Linked DNA regions of Mus musculus: region 2 is linked to region 1. Evidence: chromatin contacts called from public promoter capture Hi-C data. All regions are on one chromosome and are shown on one strand. Each heading gives the region's core, a stretch centred on a gene start, on an enhancer-like site or on the middle of the called end of the contact. The rest is flanking DNA. Distances are from core to core; before and after follow the strand shown.

Region 1 (4,973 bases), core at 1,242-3,741:
TTGTAAAGCTTTAAGTTTTCCCTCTGTTATTCCCCAGAATAGCATTCTCTTTTTACTTTCTATTTGCACATTTTTCTGCAATATAAAAGACAAACAGTATCATTCAGATTCCTCTAGGTGTCCTTAGCTGATTCCCCTATGGACAATGACAGAGTTCCTTTTAAAAAGGATTTGAATTGTCAAAAAAAAAAAAAAAAGGACAGCTTTTTTTTTCTTTCTTTCTTTTTTTTTTTTTTTTTTTTTTCTTTTCTTTTTTTATGAGACAGGGTCTCCCTGTGCAGCCCTGGCTGGCCTGGAACTTAGTATGTAGTCCAAGCTGGTTTTGAAATCACAGAGCCTCCCAAGAGCTGGGATTTAGGACGTGTACCACCACGGTGACTGGAACTGACAGGTCTTTTCTAAAGCAGCAATTTGCTTGCATCCTCTTCCCAGGAGGCAAGATGGTTATGAATCATGTGAGACTGCAACATCACAGAACTCTTCTACCTGGAACAACTCATGTCTTCTGGCCCAGATGTGACCTTCTAAGGGTGAGGCCAGTTCCATCTAGTGAATAACAAACTCTACACTCTAACTAGGGGCCCTGGATCTCTCTGACCTTGGGAAATCAAGGACCATGACAGGCTGTTTTAAGATTAGATGAAACAATCCTTAAATGCCCCTTTAACTTCAGAATTTCAACACTCTGAATGACATGTAACAAAGCTATCAGATGTTACATGCTGATTCTGTGGACTTATTTCCTAAAGGGGATTATGAAGTGATTTGCCAAACACATAATACAATCCTGGTAAATGGGAAGAACAAGAGACCCTAGGTGCAAGCCTTATGACCTTGAGCAACTCGCATTCTGAGTCTCAACAAATTAAATTTTAGTATTTAAAGTGGGGTTTTGGATAAGATGATTGTAAAAAGGTTTTCATATAGGCCTAACAGCCTAAAGTCTGAAGTTCTTGGATAACTAGTGCCACTTTATTACTAAAATTATTAAGACAGAGACTGCTTAAGCCATAATTTAAATAACTACTTATGTGTCAAAATAACTAGGCAACAATGACTGGAAATTAGTAATTATTCCCTTAGGGTTTCTTATAGAGATTGAGGGAGTTTTTGTCCTTGTTTGAAAACATGTCTCCTTGGGTTCTGTGAAATTTCCAATTCATCCAAAAATTTTCAATTCATCTCACATTTCCCATCTTGATATTAAAGGACAACACGTATTTTTAAAATGTAAATTTCAAAGTACTTAGCAATTTCCAGTCTGGTGGCAAATGTCACCTTCAAACAGCATGAAGATTAGTCCTACGTCAGAGCTCTCTTTCACGTCACCCCCCTCCGCCCGCTGAGGACAAGATAGATCTAGAGCTTCAACAAGATGGTTACGTTACATCTGCAAGGAGGCCTTCAGAATTTATGACAGAGTAGTAAAGAATATCGGCACTGTTTGACTAGCGATGCTAGTCCTGTCATTACAAACGGAGATCAAGAATAGGTTTTCAGTAACATTTGTTTTCTTTTAAATCAAATATGGTGGAAACATGTCTCCTGAAAACTGGGATCATAACCTGGAGCACTACCGGTAAATCAACATCAGAGGCCTATTCTTTCCAAGAGCTTAAGAGGCAAAATAGTGTTAGGACCTAATTCTTCCCCTCCCATAATTCTCATCCCCCACAACAAATCCTTTAAGGTCCTTCGGAGAAAATTTTGTCCCTCCTGCGCAAGGACTGAGACCCGACTTTCCAAGGACAGTGATTTCTCTAGAGTCCTTGCGAACCCCTTTCCAGTATCTGGGTTACTGCGACAGTCGTGAGAATGAGTCAGATTTTGCAAACCGCGCGGAGGACAGCTCCCGGCATTACTGCTTTTTAAAAGCGCATCAAGCGCAGGAGGAGGCCGAGAGGCCGGAGCTGCTGCAGGTTCCAGGAGCCCACACTCACCATTATTGCAAACTGCAAGGCCGATCTCTGCACCTGCAAAAGGCAGTCTCCAGCAGTCAGGTCACCTCTACAGCGGAACAGACTCTGGGAGAGAACGCGGGGCTGGCCCGCAAAGGTTCGGCTGGAGACACGGCCCTTTCTGGGAAGTGTAGTTCTTCCGGCGACCTCTGGCGCCCACCTTCGTGCATTCCTGACAGTGCTAAACTACAATTCCCCCAAACCCCTTCTTCCTACGCGCCTCGCTGCAAAGTAGTCCCGGGGCTGAGCCTCGGTGATTGGAGCGCGTCTGTGAGCAGAGGGTTGGTGCTTTGAGTGAGGCGCCTGCCTGATGGCGCTCAGCAATTGGCAGGAGAGGAGGCGTTAACTCGAGGGAGGAGAAACGACCCCTGAGCGACAGCACACGTCGCTCCACCGAGAATCTATCCTCCCCCAAGACTAAACAAGGGCGGCTAAGAGACCTTCCGTTGCTTAAAGCCCGCTCGACCCGGAAACAAAACCTTTTAAAAACTCTCTCAGAGGCGGGAGGAATTGACGCTTGCGGAAGAACGGGCAGCTTCACCGTTGCTAGGCGACGAGGCAGCCTCACCTGAGCGCTCTCCAGACCAAGAGCTTGTGGAGCTGTGTTCTCACGTCCCAGGCTGGTGAGCTCGGCCCCGAGGGTTTTTATCTGGGGGTCAGAACAGGGTGCGGCACTGATGCGCGTATCCTGAATCCGAAGCCGGTGGTTGTGGGCGACCTCCGGAGTCCCCTGTTAGTGTCAGGAGCGTGTGGATGCCACAGTTTTCAGGAGGGACGAAGAGTGTCTTGCAGTTTGAGTCAGTGTAACTTTTCCAAAGTAAAGTCAGAAAGTTTTGTTTGTGGAGTGAGCCCCTTCCTTGTGTTTACTTGTGGTGTACCGATCTAATTTTCTTTGCCGACTGTGAATATTGACACTTTTTGCTCATTCTCTTTTTGGAAACCTGTTACTTCCAGGGGAAGTTGGGAGACACTGATTGTTTCAGGCGAAATGTTAGCAGCTAAAACATCTCAAGAGGCTTTCATTTAAAATGAAAGTTGTTAAGGGAAATCTGTATTCTCCGTTTGTTGTACGGATATTCGAAAACATGTGCCTTGGAACAGACCAATGAATATGCTCTTGGTCTAACGTCAGAATTTTCTGTCACTATTAAATGGATGGTGGATGGCTTCAGTTTTGTTTTTGGAAGATTTAGTATTTGGAGAGAGAAATATGATGCCTTAGTCAGGGCTTCTATTTCTGCGATGAAACACCATGACCAAAAGCAGGTTAGGGGAAAGGATTTATTTGGCCTACTCTTCCACATTTTGGCCCATCATTCGAGGAACTCAGAATAAGTAGGAATATGGAGGGCATGAGCTGTTGCAGAGACCATGGAGGAGTGCTGCTTATTGGTTTGTTCCTCATGGCTTGCTAAGTCTGCTTCTTTATAGAACCCAGGACCACCAGCCCAGAGATGGCAGCACCCATAAAGGACTGGGCTCTTCCCCATCAATCTGTAATTAAGAAAATGCCCTATGGGCTTGTCTACAGCCCGATCTTTATGGTGGAAGCATTTTTCTTTTCAATTGAGAATTCCTCTTAACTTAAGACTGACTGTAGCTTGTGTCTGGTTGACATAAAACTAGCCACTTCTGGGTCCAATAGCATTTAGGTTTCAATAGACTGTAGGGTACTTGAATGACTCCTAGAATCACTTTATTCATTTGATGCCTTAATTTTGTTCTTGAGCACTGATCTTTTTATAATGGAATGCTTCCTGTGTCTCTGTCCACATTTAGTTCATTTGTGGGTTGCATTTCTAAATGTTACCTCTGTGTCAGGGACTCTCAAATTCCAGGGCATGTCTCTGTAGTTTCTGTTTCTTCTTGGTTTTCTAATAGGCATTAGTTCTGTTACTTTATAGTACTTCCTACTGAACAACCATATGTGCAAATATCACACTCTAGAGATAGCATGACTTGCCTCCAGTTTCACTTGATGGTTGAGGGAGAGATTACAGGATTTTCAAGTGAAGAGAGAAGGGCTGGAGCTGATTTGATAGTGATTGTTCTAATCTGCTCTGGGACTTTAGGATAGCAGTTTTAGTTACTGCCTTTCAGGAACCACTGTAGCATGAAACAAAACTCTGTAATTCCTAATGGTAACATGGTGGTCTGGTGAGTAATTGTTGAAAGATGTGCTCTGTTTTGGTGGGCTGGTTAGTTTTCATCAGTTTAACACAAACTTGAGTCACTGAGAGGGAGAGAATCTCCCGAGTTCTGGGATTAAAGGCGTGTGCCACCACTATTGCTGGCTGTTTTAGGGTTATTATTGCAGTAACTTAGGGAGGAAAGGGTCTTTTTGGCTCATGTGTCCACATTATGTCATTGTTCATCATTGAAGGAATCAAGACAGGAGTTCAAATATATGGTAGCTGAACAAATCAGTAAGCAGAATTTTTCTATGGTCTTTGCTTCAGTTTCTGCCTTGGGTTCCATTAGTGGTAAAGTGTGTCATGGAAGTGTAAGCTGAAGTAAACCCTTTCCTCTCCCTGGTAGGAGAAAGTCATCACCCAGAGCAGAGCTTATCCTCAGAGTTAGATTATCTTCAGGGAACCCCCCCTTTTTTTTTCTATTGGGTTTCCTATGGCATTGTATGACTTCTGAAATGCTGACTGACCAGGAATGGGCCTCACAAAGCCAAGAAGCCCAATTTTTGCCTCAACCATTGCATTTTGAAGGATTCTTTACTAATGACACACATGTATTGGTTAGCCTTACAATGTGTAGCTGAGCTCCATTTGTAGTGACTCCCTAGAGAGAAATGCACCAAAAAAACCCCTTCTGGTGGTGGTCTGACAGAATCCATGCTTCAGTCATGATGTGTTTGTTTATAAAACTGATCAGGTTCAGATTGTACCAGTAATGGAGGTTGGAGACAGATGCCCTTAGCTTTCTTAACTTGCCTAAGCCGGGCTTTTTACTAGCCAACATCCAGTTCTTCTTACAGTTTCCCACTTTGGATTCTTTCTTGAC
Region 2 (4,819 bases), core at 588-3,087, 2.1 Mb after region 1:
TGTAGTCCAGGCTGGCTTCTAACTCATGATCTTCCCGTCTTAGAGCACAGGGATTTCAAGTGTGTTCAGACACACTCAGCTCTTTGATTCCTCAAAAAAAAACAAACAAACAAACAAAAAAAAACCCCAGCAAAACAGATAGTGCCAAAAAATGTTTGCTGACTTAATAAAGTCTCAAAGCCTTAAAGAAACAATGTATCTTTTGGAACCCACTCCAAGCTGAAGATTTACAATTTATATGAATATTTAAGTACACACATTAAATAATGTGGAATCTTAATCTTCAGTGAACAAAATGTTGTTCTCTGCTTACATGGGTAATGTGTGCATTCCTTTTCCTGAGGACAAATGATTTGGAAAGCGGTGTTTAATTATAATTTGTTTGGACCTTAGGAAGACGTTTAGGATGGGAATGGAGATGTGCGAGGCCCTGGGTTGGACAACCAGCACTGGAAAGGAGAAAAGGCGACTAAACAGTTTAAAGTAGAACTCAAGACAAAGACCCCTTGTGTGCTGCTTTTTCACTTTTAACTTTCAGATATTTAATTAAAATTTATTTTCTGTTTTTGGTGGTGGTGGTGGCAGTGTACTCCACAAATGAGCTAAGTTCCCAGCACTTAATTAAAATAACAAGAAAGATGTCTCCATCAAATTCTTAAAAACTTGTATATTTCAAATATAATACTCATTTATTCGTGGTAATGGATGATTTAAGTAACTTGGGTGTGAATTTTTTTTCTGTTGACACAATTGAATCTTTCCAATCAAGGGAAAAAAACTACTGTGTATTCTAGTTAAACTAATCTCTGAGAATGTTTCCTTTAGGGTATGAATAACATACAGTCTTAGAACAGCTGGCACATGCATCTCATTCTGGAGAAAGGTATAAACGTATAAAAAACTATGACCAAAAGAAAATATCTAAAACTCAAAATTATCCTCTCATGCATGACACCATACTTTAAAAGTGTTTAAGGTATAATATATTTAGTAAATAAATAACATTATTTACTAAAATATAAAAATTCTATTGTTTTAACATTTTACACCTTTAAAGAACATAACCTATTCCTTATTTTGGCTTATTCATATGGACAAGCATCTGCTTTTCATTTTTCAATGAAAAGGGGGCTCTTGATCTTTCCCTAGGCAGAGGAGGGAGTGGAGGTGGGGGGTGGTCACAGGGACAGGTGGAAGGCCTCTGGCACAGCAGAGGGAGGCTGTTAGTCCTGATCTACAACAGACTTCCTGACTCTCATCCACACGTGTGACCCAGCCGGTTGGCTCTGATTCTGAAAGACCGGACATCACTGCCCACCCGGGTAAGTAGCCTTTCCAAGCCCGGGTCCGAGGCTCCCTGCGCGGCGCGTCCTCGGGACCGGGATTCCGCGGCGTGGACACCGACTCGAGGCGCGGGCTGGAGAGGAGCAGACAAAGGCATCGGAAAGCAGCCTGGCGGGGACTGTGAGGGCCGGAGTCCGGCGACCGAAGCTGGGCTCCGTCGCCAAGAGCGTAGGCGAGGGCGGCGGCGGGACGGGGCCGCAGGCAGCGCCCGGGCGTCCGCGGGCTTCCGGGCAGCGGGGCCCCGCACCGCCCGCCCGCCCGCCAGTCCGCCCGCCCGGATGGGCAGCGGCGCTCCCGGCCCTCGCCCCACTCCAGCTTCCGAGTGGGTGCCCCAGCCTCTCAGCGTCTCTCTCACCTCCACAGGGCCGCGGCGGCCCTCACCGCGCCGGTGTCACCTGCAGCGGCCAGCACCGCCCGCGCTCGCGCCCAGAACGGCGCGACCCGGCGCACACGCCAGGCTGAGGCGGCCTCACGAGCCGCGGCCGCACCCGCCTGCGCCCGCTAGCCAGCCGCCCAGCAAGAGCGCCGAGGGGCGGGGCCTGATCGACGCGCCCGGGCCAATCGCAAGCTAGCGCCGCAGCAGAGCATCCAATGAGCGACGAGATCCTGCGGGTGGGCGGGTGCGGGCGGTGCCAGAGTGCAGCCCACCGCTGCACAGAGCCTGCTCTTCACCCTGCCCTCTCTGGCTCGTCCTCTCTGGCCTGTCGCAGTGCAGCGTCCCCACTCTCTTAGCGTCATGTCTCTTAGCGACTAGGTCCTCAGCGCTTGATCTTGAACGTGGGAGATAAAGGGAGCTCGAATGAAAAGAATAAATCTTTCCCTGTCACTCATTTTGCTATAAGCTGCTTAGGTTCAACAGAAAAAATATATGATTGGATAGGGCGTTGGCTGGGACTTAGAAACATACTGTAAACTGAAAAGCTGGCGACTTCTCAGATATAGTGTGGCAAATGTTCCAGTGTTAAACTTGGAAGGCTGATTGATGTTCAGTCTTAGAGCACTGATGGAAATGTATTAGTGGCCAGATGTGAGTTTTCGTTGGCAATCACTCCATGGTTCTGGCAAGATTAAACTAAAACAGTGTCCACTAATAAACCTGTTTGCAAGCAGAGAGAGACAGAGACAGAGAGAGAGAGAGAGAGAGAGAGAGAGACAGAGAGAGAGAGAGACAGAGACAGAGACAGAGACAGTGAGAACGAGCAATGTATTCAGTGTAAGCTGTATATCAAAAAGAATATAAGTAACTCTCAATGTTATGGTTTCGATCAAATCTTCATTTCTTTTTTGTTTCCCAGAGGAAGTTGAACGTTTGTTTGTTTTTTGTTGTTGTTTATTGTTTTCTCTTCAATCGCCTTATCTGCCAAGGCTTTCCTCCTACCACTCAAATAGATCTCCCTTCCCACTGGGGGGAGGTGGTCTCAATGTGCAGGTAGAGTCCAAATTATGCCCAAGGAATGAGGCTTCCACATTTGATAATGGGCCTCAGACCTCAGCGAAGCTCCGAGTAGCACGGTGAGAGAAGCACTTGGATCATTTCGCAGGCTCAGGCTTCCTGCTGGGAGCGAATGGTCCCTGTCTTGCTCTCAGGAGAACATGTGTTCACATTCAGCTTGAACTTCAGTGGCTGCACATAGAGCTTTCGACCTCCAAGTCAGATAAGTGTGGCAGCAGATAAGCCACGGTTTCTGCTTTATGAATGCTTCGTGATGCCCAGGTTTTTGTAACCAGACTTGTGAAGGGCTCATTTGTCAAATTAATGCATGCAGTAAAGGAAGCCTATCATCCATGGAACATTTATATATGCCAGGTATGCATCTGTTATCTACTTTAATCAACATGGCACACTACGAAGGTTATACAATTACTTTTTCTTTTCTTTTCTTTTTTTTTTTTTTGGTTTTTCGAGACAGGGTTTCTCTTTATAGCCCTGGCTGTCCTGGAACTCACTCTGTAGACCAGGCTGGCCTCGAACTCAGAAATCCACCTGCCTCTGCCTCCCGAGTGGTGAGATTAAAGGTGTGCGCCACCATGCCCGGCTACTCTTTTTTTTAAACAATAAAATAAAATACAAGATAAAACAAAAATTAACACACCAGAATTGGACAAACAGAAGAAAAAGAGACAAGAGAAAGCACAAGAGACAGAGACCAGCTTGCTCACACAGCAATCCCATAAAAACACTAAACTGAAAGCCATAATATATGTGCAGAGGGCCTGTTGCAGCCCTGTGCATGCTGCTTCAGTCTCTCAAGTTCTTGTGTGCTTGGCCATGTTGGTTTAGAGGGCCTTGTTTTCTTGGTGTCCTCCGTACCCTCTGCTGCTTACACTCTTTTCTCTTCCATGGGTGCCCTGTCCTCTGAGGGGAGGAATTTGATGGAGACATACATACCATTTAGGGCTGAGTGTTCAGAGGTCTCTCTCTCTCTCTCTCTCTCTCTCTCCCTCTCTCTCTCTCTCTCTCTCTCTCTCTCCCTCCCTCCCTCCCTCCCTCCCAGGGGAGGAATTTGATGGAGACATACATACCATTTAGGGCTGAGTGTTCATAGGTGTCTCTCTCTCTCTCTCTCTCTCTCTCTCTCTCTCTCTCTCTCTCTCTCTCTCTCTCTCCCTCCCTCCCTCCCTCCCTCTCACTCTCTCTCTCTGTAGTTAGTTTAACCCTAGGTCTCTGGTCTCAGTTTCTTGGTCAACTAAGCAGTGTGGGGTATGAATTTTGTCTTATAGAGTGGGCTTCAAGGCAAATCAGACACTGGATGGCTATGCCCACAAGCTTTGTGCTACCATTAAAATAGCATATCTTCTGGGCAGGACACCCTTGTCAGTCAGAGGGTTTGTGGCTGAGTTGGTGTTTATGTTTCTCTTTTGGTATCACGTTGAGTACCTTTCTGTACTAAAGGAACTAGCACACAGGGGTGAAGGCTCTATGTGGGCACCAGCTTGACTTCTCCATGTTCAATGAGTTGTGTATGTGTTGTCTTCAATAGTAGGGCCTTGCTGCCAGTTTGTGGAGAGCAACCTATAGTCCTGACAATAGCCTGAGTTGTTTGGGGATTCTCATGGGACACATTTGTTCAACAACTCAATTAGATGTAGCTCAATCCCAGGCCTGGAAGCTTCATTTGGTGACAAAGAGATGGCCAGTTGGGGCTCTGTCTCCCATTATTTGGCAATTTGATTTAGATCACCTTCATGTTTGTGTATATTTTAGGAAGTTCTGCTGTATTAGATTTTCTACTATTCAAACGGCCCTTAATTTTGGCTGTCTCTCTTGGTGTTCCTTTCCTTGTCCTCTCTCCCCTTCCCTTTCCCTCTAGAGCCTCCCATTCCAGCCCCCCTCATCCATCCATAACTATCTATTCTGTTTCCCTTTTCTAATAATCCATATGTCCCTCCTAGTTCCTTACTCTATACCTAACCTCTGTGATTTACGGCTTCTAGCTGGGTTATCAATGACTTAACGGCTAATATAAGTGATGTC

What was found. Promoter capture Hi-C pulls out the DNA fragments that hold promoters and counts their contacts.
Region 2: a contact with region 1 is called in a promoter capture Hi-C map of liver, with 3 times the contacts expected there. The contact joins the promoter of 0610010F05Rik here to the promoter of Wdpcp in region 1. A contact is called at or near these places in 1 of 39 promoter capture datasets (liver), 2 of 484 Hi-C or Micro-C datasets (muscle stem cells and uterus), 1 of 115 datasets of contacts at active chromatin or transcription factors (astrocytes) and 1 of 9 other capture datasets (adipose tissue).

The regions. Positions count from the first base shown.
Region 1 is chr11:21,569,790-21,574,762 of GRCm38.p6, forward strand. It overlaps Wdpcp (WD repeat containing planar cell polarity effector), which reads left to right and starts at 2,492. Exons shown (of 18, transcript NM_145425.3): 1 at 2,492-2,581. Mdh1 (malate dehydrogenase 1, NAD (soluble)) reads right to left here and starts at 2,145. Exons shown (of 9, transcript NM_008618.3): 1 at 1,941-2,145. The coding sequence starts at 1,943.
Region 2 is chr11:23,631,794-23,636,612 of GRCm38.p6, forward strand. 0610010F05Rik (RIKEN cDNA 0610010F05 gene) reads right to left here and starts at 1,838. Exons shown (of 22, transcript NM_027860.3): 1 at 1,700-1,838.